Regions from separate parts of the Sus scrofa genome. Here region 1 is linked to region 2. A link is a contact called in public Hi-C data. All regions are on one chromosome and are shown on one strand. Each heading gives the region's core, a stretch centred on a gene start, on an enhancer-like site or on the middle of the called end of the contact. The rest is flanking DNA. Distances are from core to core; before and after follow the strand shown.

Region 1 (2,700 bases), core at 74-2,573, 49 kb before region 2:
CTATTCCTCACTTGAAGCCCTGTATAATGAGTTACATTCTTAAGTAACTTGCTGTTGGTCACACAGGAAGCTTTAAGAGCTGGGATTCAAGCACTTCTTTTTGTCTTATTCTAAAGCTCTTACTCTTCTCCTTTTATCATAATGCTGTTTTTCACAGCAGCTGTGTGTATAAGCGTCTATCTTCCATAAATAGTTTACAAGATCTTGTATTCAAGGCTCTTTTTGACAACAAGGCTAGATAAAGACTTGTCTTCAGTTTTAGTTTGATAGTTAAGACAGGGTGAGTGTCTTCCAGAGCTACAGAGAGACAGTGCAAAAATGAATGACCTGAGCTGAAGCAAATTGCTAGACACTGATTTCCATCAGTGAATTACAGCCTTCCTAATTGACTTGGGTAGTATGAAAAAAAATGAGTGGTCAGTATGATTTGTATTCTTTTGGCTGATTCTCAGTTTAATGTCTGCTTACTGTTGTCATCATATTCTAGGCTTCTCCAGTGACAGTGATCTGCTGTCTCTTACTGTCGATGTGGATTCTCTTGCTGAGGTGGATGATGGAATGGCTTCCAACCAAAATTCTCCCATTAGAACTTTTGGTCTCAGTCTTTCTTCGGATTCTTCAGCTCTAGGAGCTGTTGCTTCTGAGAGCGAGCCGACCAAAACAGAAGAAGAACGAGAAAGTCGAAGTCTCTTTCCTGGCAGTTTAAAATCCAGGCTTGGCAAGAGAGATTATTTGGAGAAAGCGGGAGAGTTAATAAAGCTGGCCTTAAAAAAGGAAGAAGACGACGACTATGAAGCTGCTTCTGATTTTTATAGGAAGGGAGTTGATTTACTCCTTGAAGGTGTCCAAGGTACAGTTTTATCTATGTTAATGTGTTTTGGCCTGTTGTTATGGTGGTATCTGGGGGAAAAAGTATACACATATAACTGTTTCTTATGTATAATCCTATGTAAAACTGTGACTGAAAAGGAGAAATTACTGGAGATTAAATGACCTAAAGATGAACATGTACTTTTAGTTACATGAGATAGAAGACAGTTTCAGAGATATTTAAGTCTCTGCTTTGATCAAGTAATCAACAGAAATGGAATTGAAAAAAAAATCAAGCCTCTAAGTTTCTTGTATGAATAATGGTTTTTCTGACATGGGCAGTGTTGGCCAGTCTTCACCTCTTTCAGGAGATTCGCAGAAATTCATTAGTGTATTTACTCTCAAATGGCCTGAAGAGATGAGGTGAAATGCACTTTTAAACTAAGCGTGTAGGGAGTTCCCGTCATGGCGCAGTGGAAATAAACCCGACTAGGAACCATGAGGATGTGGGTTTGATCCTTGGCTTCGCCCAGTAGGCTGGGGATCCTGTGTGGCCGTGAGCTGTGGTGGCAGATGCAGCTCAGATCCCACATTGCTGTGGCTGTGGCTGTGGCCAGTGTCTGTAGCTCTGATTCAGTCCCTAACGTGGGAACCTCTATATGCCTCGGGTATGGCCCTAAAAAGCAAAAAGAAGTGTAAAGGGTTCTTGGATTTGCCTGCTTCTTTCTTTGTTAGTTGCGCTAAATTTTCAGCTAATTTGTGGGGGTGATATGGGACACATGGAGCTGAGTGTCTGTAAGTAGGACTCAGGTTTTAAAAATTATTTATTTATTTAAATAAGCATCAATTTTTATCATTTGCCTTTTCATTATGGGAACAGATTGAAGCTGACTGCTGTATGGAGTAGAAGGGAGAGTGTGTGTAGTGGTGTCCTTACTACTTTGTAACCAGGATTTTGATGAATTCTCATCTTTTTAGCCTTCATATTCACTTCCACAGAAACCTAGTAGTACCAGTTGGTGAAATTTTGGCGAGATTTATAGTGCTATGTAAGTCAGACAGCTTCCTTGAGTTGCCCAAGTCAGTAACTACTCATCCACATACTTATTTAGCTTCTAAAATTTTGTTGCTTCCCCTTGCTCTCAGTCTTTTTTGTTCTTACAGGGTTTTGCCTTAATTTAAAAAAAAATTTTTTTTTGCTGCCACATTAATGGAGCTTCAAGAGGAAGCACTTCTTGTAGTTTGACTGATATATCATTTTGATATAAGTTTTTGTTTTTCAAGTTACCTTCATAGTCTTTGGGAGTTTTTTGGTATGCTAGTGGAGCATTGTGGTCTTAATGATCTACTCATTTTTTTCCTTTGTCTTAATTCTTATTTTGGGTTGGAAGTTTAAAATGGGGATGAGTTGTATACAGTTGGCTCTGATATTTTCCCCTTTCCTATCTATATAATTTTGTGCTAAAACACAAAATTGGCATATATAAAAGACGTCAGTGTGATACTTTTCTAAAAGTTATTTGCATTTAACCATAGAACACTTCATAATGTTACCACTTGATGGCACCAGAAAAATAAAAATCTTTGCTTCAAAATAAGAATTACGGATGCTTATCAGCAAGTAACAAAATCTAACATTTAGTTAGTAACTGGGTTTATGGTGGTAAATTATTTCTCCATTGAAACTTGATAACAGATTTACTAGACCTCTGTCTTAAAGAATGTTATCATTTAGAATTCCTGTCATGGCTCAGTGGTAAGGGACCCAATTGATATACACGAGGACGCAGGTTCTAGCCCTGCCCTCGCTCAGTGGGTTAAGGATCTGGCATTGCCATGAGCTCTGGTGTAGGTAGCAGATGTGGCTTGGATCCCATGTTACTGTGACTG
Region 2 (2,700 bases), core at 159-2,658:
TGTTACTAATAACTTAGGAAAATAAAATTTCCCTAGGAATAAGATTTTCCAGACTTATATAGTAAGTAAATAAAGTAGATTTGTTCATTAATATATCTGGACTGTGGACTCCATGAAAATGAGATCTTGTCTTTTTTTCATGTCTATAATCTTGGCACGTAGGATCATACCTGGCATATAATGGGCATTCAATAAATATTTGTTGAATGAATGAAATTGAGACTAAAGTAACTTTAAATAGATCATATATAGAGCGACACCTACTGGTATAATATGAGACTGTTGCCTAGTATCATGGTTCAAGACACACAACCGTCTTTACCCAGAGGGACAGTAATTTCACAGCTGTATCTTGTCTAGTATTCAAATGGAAGTAAATGATACTCTGTTCTTTAATTGGGATTATGAAATCTTTCAATGATTATGAAATCTTTCTATATATGACAAGGAACTTAAGCTCTTGGAATAGAAATATGCTGGTATGCATTCAGAAGCAAGACTGATAAGGTCAGTGAAGGCCCTCAAAACATACAAAGAAGAAAATGAGGGGTGGTTAACTTGATAAAAACATATGTGGCCTTCATATTTTTGAGGGCTATTGAAGATAGAATGGATATACAATGTTTTGTTCAAATCTTGAGGGTGAAAGGAGTTACTAAGTATGCCAGATGAACAGACGCAGACTAGGACGTCTTAGGCAAATAGAGTCTCTGTACCCCTGGGAGAAAAGCAACGAGGGATAAGCCTTGCTTGTTCACATCCCCCAGAGAATACAACGAGAACTAAATGAATACAGGCTTTCTAAATTTTGACTAGCGATTAGAGATAACTTTCAAGAATTAGGATTGGGAGTTCCCGTCGTGGCGCAGTGGTTAAGGAATCCGACTAGGAACCCTGAGGCTGCGGGTTCGGTCCCTGCCCTTGCTCAGTGGGTTAACGATCCGGCGTTGCCGTGAGCTGTGGTGTAGGTTGCAGACGCAGCTCGGATCCCACATTGCTGTGGCTCTGGCGTAGGCCGGCGGCTACAGCTCCGATTCAACCCCTAGCCTGGGAACCTCCATATGCCGCGGGAGCGGCCCAAGATATAGCAACAACAACAACAACAACAACAACAAAAAAGACAAAAAGACCAAAAAAAAAAAGAATTAGGATTGAACAAAGGCAGATTGGATCTCTCCGTATCTTATTTGTTTCTTGTAATTAGAAATATTCAAGTAAAGGCTGAAGGATCATGGATGAGGTTGTTGTACAAAGAATTCAAGCATTGGTTGGATTTTTTGCTAGATAACTTTTGAAGATTTCTTTTAGCCCTCAGATTCTACCTATAGCCTTCATGTAGTAATAGCAAGAGAAAGTAGAAATCAGTGGAAGTACAATACTCAGATAAGAAAGATTGATTGTTGTTTTTTCATGTAAGTTTGTGGCTGTGTGGGTTCAAACTTTTGTGTTTATGTGTGTGAGGTATGAATATGGAGGGGGTGTATATGTTTGTATGTAGAAGGATTGTTTATGTATAGGTAATTTGCAGTCTGGGTTGGTAGTTTGACTGCTAATAGGATGCCCCTATGGGAGAGAGTTTCTGAGAAGGTTGCCTGTTCATGTAGGATATCTATAAAAAGGATAAAGGAGTCCACAATCTAGTAAACGGTAATATACTAATGTCAGTTTCCTGGTTTTGATATGTTCAATAAGCTGTTACCATAGAGAGGAGTTGGGTGAGGGGTGGATGGAACTCTGTGTTATTTTTGCAACTTCCTGTGGGTTTCTGGTTTGTTTTTAGCCAGTCCTTCGGTGTGTGTGTGTGTGTGTGTGTGTGTGTGTGTGTGTGTGTGTGTGTGTGTGTGGTGTTTACAAGGTTAAGATCGTTTGTTTTTAGCCAGTCCTTCGGTGTGTGTGTGTGTGTGTGTGTGTGTGTGTGTGTGTGTGTGTGTGTGTGGTGTTTACAAGGTTAAGATCGTTTGGCTAGACCAAGCAAAAAATCAATTCCACTAGGATGCTTTATAAGAGATGCCACATACTTTGTAAACCTAAAACTATTACATCAAGTGCCTTGGCATTTTGTAATCAAGTTAGCTTCTCAGCTTTACCTGATGTTTGTTGGGGAGAATTTTTAGGTCGCCTTGCTTTTGGAAAAAATATAGGGGGTTCTATTTTGTGACTAAAATATGATTGAGAAAATTCATGGAGATTGTTCATATTGAGTAGATGTAAAAGACTAGTACTTAATATTTTTAAGGTTCTTAACTAATATCGTCTATGACGTGGAAAAACTGTCATTGGGACACAGAAGCATCAGTGTTTGGGTATCTACTCTTTGCGGGAACATTGAGTCGAATTGGATTAATAGGAATTTGTCCTTTATTTAAACAGTGTGGTGAAATAACATTATCTAGTATCTTTATCAAATTTTAGATGTTGGACTTTTGCTTCGAGAAAAATGGAGTTGATATCCTTTTATCTGTTCTTTCTGCCAAGTATAAATAAAACTCTGGACATTATGTAAGAAACAAACATAAGAAGATTCTGCAAAGTCGAGAATGAAAGGAGGACAGGCTAGTGACCATGGGACCTAATAGACTGCATGGTGGTGAATTCCCTGAATTTTCTCTTGCCTCACTTATTCTATACTGGATGTTGGAGAAATGGGCAACTCAGAGAAGATAACGGGCACAAACCAAAAACGAACCTAACAAAAGCCTA

Evidence for each region. A called contact is a pair of places that touch in the nucleus more often than the background predicts.
Region 1: a contact with region 2 is called in a Hi-C map of retroperitoneal adipose tissue, with 1.5 times the contacts expected there. The contact joins two enhancer-like sites. A contact is called at or near these places in 1 of 5 promoter capture datasets (liver), 23 of 47 Hi-C or Micro-C datasets (adipocytes, alveolar macrophages, brain and 13 more) and 2 of 2 datasets of contacts at active chromatin or transcription factors (alveolar macrophages and skeletal muscle).

What each region holds. Positions count from the first base shown.
Region 1 is chr9:130,370,829-130,373,528 of Sscrofa11.1, reverse strand. RPS6KC1 (ribosomal protein S6 kinase delta-1) reads left to right here. Exons shown (of 15, transcript XM_021063842.1): 6 at 488-850. The coding sequence starts at 559. Among named protein-coding and RNA genes, the nearest start is that of RPS6KC1, 81 kb to the left of the region's middle. Within about 2 kb of position 1,323, at least 3 of the 83 cell types and tissues checked have an H3K27ac peak or open chromatin away from gene starts, as enhancers often do. A contact at or near this core is called in retroperitoneal adipose tissue, where this site is marked.
Region 2 is chr9:130,321,784-130,324,483 of Sscrofa11.1, reverse strand. The region is part of intron 8 of RPS6KC1 (ribosomal protein S6 kinase delta-1); the gene reads left to right. Among named protein-coding and RNA genes, the nearest start is that of RPS6KC1, 130 kb to the left of the region's middle. Within about 2 kb of position 1,408, at least 11 of the 83 cell types and tissues checked have an H3K27ac peak or open chromatin away from gene starts, as enhancers often do. A contact at or near this core is called in retroperitoneal adipose tissue, where this site is marked.